2 separate regions of the Columba livia genome follow, and region 1 is linked to region 2. A link is a contact called in public Hi-C data. All regions are on one chromosome and are shown on one strand. Each heading gives the region's core, a stretch centred on a gene start, on an enhancer-like site or on the middle of the called end of the contact. The rest is flanking DNA. Distances are from core to core; before and after follow the strand shown.

What was found. A called contact is a pair of places that touch in the nucleus more often than the background predicts.
Region 1: a contact with region 2 is called in a Hi-C map of liver, with 1.8 times the contacts expected there. The contact joins the promoter of WTIP here to the enhancer-like site in region 2. A contact is called at or near these places in 2 of 2 Hi-C or Micro-C datasets (crop and liver).

Annotation. Positions count from the first base shown.
Region 1 is chr13:16,623,078-16,625,777 of bColLiv1.pat.W.v2, reverse strand. It overlaps WTIP (WT1 interacting protein), which reads left to right and starts at 1,396. Exons shown (of 8, transcript XM_013371162.3): 1 at 1,396-2,700. The coding sequence starts at 2,362.
Region 2 is chr13:16,571,394-16,574,093 of bColLiv1.pat.W.v2, reverse strand. All of the region lies in intron 2 of WTIP (WT1 interacting protein), which reads left to right. Among named protein-coding and RNA genes, the nearest start is that of WTIP, 52 kb to the left of the region's middle. Within about 2 kb of position 1,388, at least 2 of the 3 cell types and tissues checked have an H3K27ac peak away from gene starts, as active enhancers do.

The DNA.
Region 1 (2,700 bases), core at 147-2,646, 52 kb before region 2:
CAGAGCTACAGAAGGACAAGCTCTTGCTGTGGCTTATGCTTCTGACTTCATGCAGCATCAGCTCTGCAGTTTCTGCTGTAAGGACAGCTGCTCAAAGTGCTTCCTTGCGTGAGCACATAGGCACAGCCCCCCAGATATGTCCTACCCACTGATAGATTACTAGAAAGCAAACTAATGTCGTAAAGTTGGTGATGCGGGGTTTTTTTTAATCAAAAACTTAAAATAGAGTAAATTACTTTTTTCTTTACATGTGCTCTGATGGATCAAGTTCCAGGTTGTCCATGAGCCACTCCTCGTTTCTCAGGAAGACAGCTTTATAAAAATTGGCAGTAAGCAGCTCAACATCCATAACAGGATAGATCATCCTAGTCCAGGCCCCAGGAACGACTGACGCAGCTCTGTGCAGGTACGCTTGCACCATACCCTACTGTTCCACAAGTACTAAGCTGCAGAAGCACATGGTGCTATGTAATGAGAGATGTGAACATAGAGTAGAGAAGAGCACTTGACCCCCAAGACTGGTTGTATTTGCATTCGTATGTTCACACTGACAGCGCACTACCTCTGTCATGCCTAGGAGATCTGATTTTCTGGTATTGCTCTGCACATTTACATGGTTTGTTGCATTTTTTTTCTTTATTTTTTTTTTGCTTGCCTCCCCTGCACACACAAACACGTTGCCAATCAATTGCCCTGCACAGCAGGGGACATTTTTAAGTACACAGTTGCTTTTAATGTTTAATTAGGTATGATAACAGGTTAAAATGTTCTTGGTGGGCAGAGTGCCTACAGATCAAACTTGCAACCTATTTCTCTCCTCACAGGGTGCTCAGCACCCAGCACTGTAAGGACACAACCTAGGCACCTATTGTTGGGGTTTTTGTAAGTATTTTTGCCATCAACACAAATGACTGACAGAGATTCGCAGTTTAGTTGTAAAAAAATCACATGCAGGCTACGGTTTTGTGTCGGAGCGCTCGGGAAGCAGCCATTTCAGAGGCGGTTTCTCTGACAGCCTTTTCGTGCGTGTACAGATGTAGACGGCAAGCAGTGCTGAGTCTGGATCAACAGATTGCTGAATCAACAGATGAAGCTCCTGCAAAGTTACACTGACAGCAGCGTGCTTTCTTAAACTCGTGTCAATTCATAGATTGCTTTAAGCCACGATACGTTTATCATATGTCTCAGTACTTCCTTTTTTTGTTGTTGTTGTTTTTTTTTTAATAACTGCAAATAATTATCAGTTGCCGTGTTGAAGCACAGGTCCTTTCAGCAGAGTCACCTGGCCGGTTCTGGGGATTTCGCACAGGTGTGAGTCACTTGCAGCGGCGGGGCTGCTCCCGACACCCCGGCCGCTGCACACAGCGCCGCGGTGCCGGTCCCATCCCCTGGTGCCGCCGCGGCGGGACGAGCCCGCGGGTCCCGCCGGAAAGTTCCAGTCGGGGCGCGGGCGGCGGAGGGGAGCGGGGCGCGCGCCGCAGCCCGGCGGGCGGGAACGCGGTTGCTCAGCGCCTGACAGGGCGCTCGGTGCGCTGGGCCCCGGCTCCCTGCCCGCGGGGCGCGGTGACAGCCCCGCCGCCTCCCGCTCCGCGGCGAGGAGCGGTACCGCCCGCCCCGGGCAGGGCTGGGTGAGCACCGGCCCAGGAGGAGAGCGGGCAGCGCAGAAGGGAGCTGCCGGCCCCGCCGCCGAGCAGCGCCGCGGCCGCCCTCTCCCTGACTGACTCGGTGAAAATCATTGTTTGGCTCCAGCATTAACTACATTCCAGCGGGACGCAGCGCCCAGTCTCCTTCCTCGCATTCCTGCCCCACACAAAAGAGTCCCTCCCTCTTTCGCCGCGCCCCGCGCTCCGCTCGCCGCACCGCGAAGCCCCTCCGGGCCGGCCGCCGCCTTCGCCCCCCGCCCGGGGGTGCGGGCCGGGCTGCGGCCCCGCCGCGGGGCGGCCGGCCGGGGGCGGCGGGGGCAGGGAGCCGCCGAGCGCAAATTCCTCCGCGCAGCGCGCCATTGACTGGACCGAGCAACTTATTTAAGGCTGGAAAGTGACACAGGGGCTCCTCGTCTCTGCTCGCCGCGCTCCGCCGGGCAGCCCGGCCACACCGAGCCGAGCGCCGCGGCGCGGGGATGCCGCTGAGGTGACTGCCGCCTCGCCTGGCCGCTGCTGAGGAGCCCTCCCGAGAAGGAGCTGTGTCCCGCCGCTGCCCCGCCAGGACCGCGGGAAGGGGCTTTCCCTTGAGGTGGTTTTTTTGTGTGTGTGTGGTTTTTTTTCTTTTTTTTTTCTTTTTTTTTTTTCCCCTATTGTGGGCTGTGCTGTCGCAGAGTTCGCCGTCCCACCCCTGGCCCGCGCTGCCGGGCTCCGGCCGAGCATGGAGAAGTACGAAGAGGACATGGCACTGAAGGCCACCAAGTTCATGGAGGATCTGTCCCTCTACGAGCCCTGCCTGGAGGGTTCGTACAGCCGGGGCGGCCGACGGGACCTGCCGCTGCACCCCGACCTGGAGGAGACTAAGCGGGTCATCGCCGCCCACATGACGGGGGAGCAGAGGGGCCGGAAGATGAACGGTACCGCCGCGCCGCTGCCCGCCGAAGCCTTCCCCGCCGCCCCCTGCGGCAAAGCCGCCCCGCTCCGCGCCGCCAACGGCCGCGCCGCCGCCGAGCCGCCTCCGGCCGCGGGGCCGCCGTGCTGCGAGGAGGGGCTGTGCACC
Region 2 (2,700 bases), core at 139-2,638:
AAGATACGTTGCCTGTCTCAGTGCAGAAATGCAAGTTTTTTTGGCAGCAAAGGCGTACTTTCTGGATAGAAGGGTCTTTCCTTCAGTGCAATAGCTGACATGAGGCAAAATCCTGGGGAAGATAATGAAGTTTTTCATTCTGACATCATGGCGTGTTAAGGTAAAATGCCGAGGAGAATCGAGAGTTTACCCTGAGCTGCAAGCATGTCATAATTATAAACTGCCTTGTTTTCATCTGTTTTTTACCACACGTTAGTGAGTGCATATCAAAGATTGACTTTCTTCTGTCAAAGATAGTACCTTGGGGCAGGTCTAGAGCTTGTATAAATTGTGATGAATTCAGCGGCGTTGTCACGATTCACACCAGCTGCAAATTGGTGTGTGGTACCGGCACGTCCGTGTGGCAGGAGCTGGCACCTGCTGGAGAGGTGGCCCAGGACACAGAGCAGTGCGGGGCCTGGACAACAGCCCAGGAGTGGAAATGATAATTGTGTTATACGAGAGTGTGCTTTTGTGAGACTCCAAGGAAGAGCTGGGCAACAGGAACCGGGAGGAAAAACAGTTAACGGCTGTCTGCCTCACCGGGACAGATCAGCCAGAGATAGAGAATGGGAATGAATACTGACTTTGTAGCCATAGTTAATTTGCACCGAAAAGCTCTTTTTCGATGTACAAATATGAATTATTATAGGAACTTAAACTATAGAGGAATTTGCAATTTAGATTTTTAAAATAATTTGGTTTAAATTATAATTTAAATTATATTTTTTTTTAAAATTGTGCTTTCCCTGCATCGATAGTTTTAAAAAGTAAATCTCCTGACCTCTTAAGTTTTCGTTCATATCTTGCTATGTCTGCCTACCTGATGATAATATTTGATTAGAATTTGTTCACAGACTCTGAATACTCTTTCCTGAAAGAATCTATGTAAAGGGAGAAAACAATACACATCCTGTACTCCACCTTCATAGGCCTCTAGCATACGATGCCACCTTTTGTTTGCAAGAGTTTAAATTTCAAATAAAATCCCAGCATTCTTTTGAAAAAAAAGGAAAGGGCCTCTCCCCTGCTTAGATTGTCAAATCCCAGACTAGCCCGGAATTGAATAGGCCAAGTCAGTGACCTCAGGCAGAAAGAATGTTGGTTATTTACGTAGGGCTTCTGCTACTTTAGCAGCAAACCTTTTCTTCTGAAAGGACAATGTATACTGTTTTGTGTTTATGGCCAAGTAAAAAGCTTGTACATTTGAGATTTGCATGGTAATAGCCTCGTAACTCAATATACAGCATCCTCAAAACTAGCCGTGCAAGGCTCTGTTTTGTCTTAGCTGGTGCAGGTCTTTTAGAGGCTTTTACAAAAGTTCTCTGAAAAACCGTCCTAAAGATTCAGCTGCTTCTGCGTTTGCTTTGGTGGCTTTTATATTTTCTTTCCCCAGAGTTTGTTTTTGTGTGTGTGTGTGTGGTGGGTTTGGGGTTTTTTTTGTGCATGTGTTTTTTTGTTTCATTTCAAGTTTGGTTTGGTTTGTTTTTTCCCCAAAACCTAAAATTACACTGGGTTCCTTTATGAGCCATCACACCAATGCTCAAAATATTTTGATGCATCTCAAGTTAAGCTGTGCCTGCAGCTTGAAACCACGAAAGTGTGTGTGTGTAATCCACACACTGGAGCATTTTTCCTGAAATAATGGAAGATCTTTACAGGCATTCTGGCCTGGTGGATGAGCCTGCAATTCCAAATGGTTTTTAAAGTGTGCCTTTCTCAATAGATGGTAACCATGAGGAGCTATTGTGTGAGTAGAGCACACATTTAGGATCCAATCCTGCATTCCTTAAAGTCAATGGGAGTCTGAGCGTGAAAGGAATGCAGGATTGGGTCCTGAAACAGGGGAGCAAAATTGTGTGCCAGATTGCTTTGAAAAGAAGAATACATCACATCCACAGTAGCCACTTTTTAGTGTTTCAGATTTCAAACGGCTGGAGTCTGTGAAAAGTGGCTTCTGCCAACATGCAGTATCTTCTATTCAAAGGAATTTGGCATTGATTTTTTTTCTTTTTTTCTTTTTTTTTTTCTATCTTAAAAACCCTGAAAGCCCTAGAAATTCACTCCTCCTTTCACAAAGCCTGAGCAGTTGAGCATTGTGAGGAGGGGATGAGGCAGTGTCGGTGGGGGATGGAGGTTTCTGGGAGCCCAGGGGCTGGGGCTGCAGCACCATCCTCCTCATCCTCCTCCTCCTCAAAGCCCCTTCTGCCACCCAGACCCTGCGCTGCCCCAGCACCCACCACAGAAGCTGCAGCCCCAACGCAGGACCCCATCACGAAGAGGTTGTGCTCGCGTTGCTTGGTGGCTTTGTGTGAGCTCTCTGTAGGAGATGGAGGAGGAAAAATTCGTTAACAGTTACTCAGGGGCTAAGGCAGCCTTGGTGCTTCCTGTTCTCAAGTGGGTGGGAGTGACAGAAACCTCGTGCAAAGAAAATCTCATAAGTCAGAGGGAGGGATGGCGAACTGCAGGCCCAAACTCACATGTGAGTAACGGAGAAACAGCAACAAAGAAAAAGTATTGGAAGCTTTTGTTTCTTTTGGCACATCTTTAATTCCTGGGCAGATGAACCTCTGCTACAAGTGAAAGAAAACATCTCCTGGGTGAAATTCTGCGTCAGTTTTGAGATGACTGGGTAGAGGAGGTAGCAGAGGTGCATTGTTA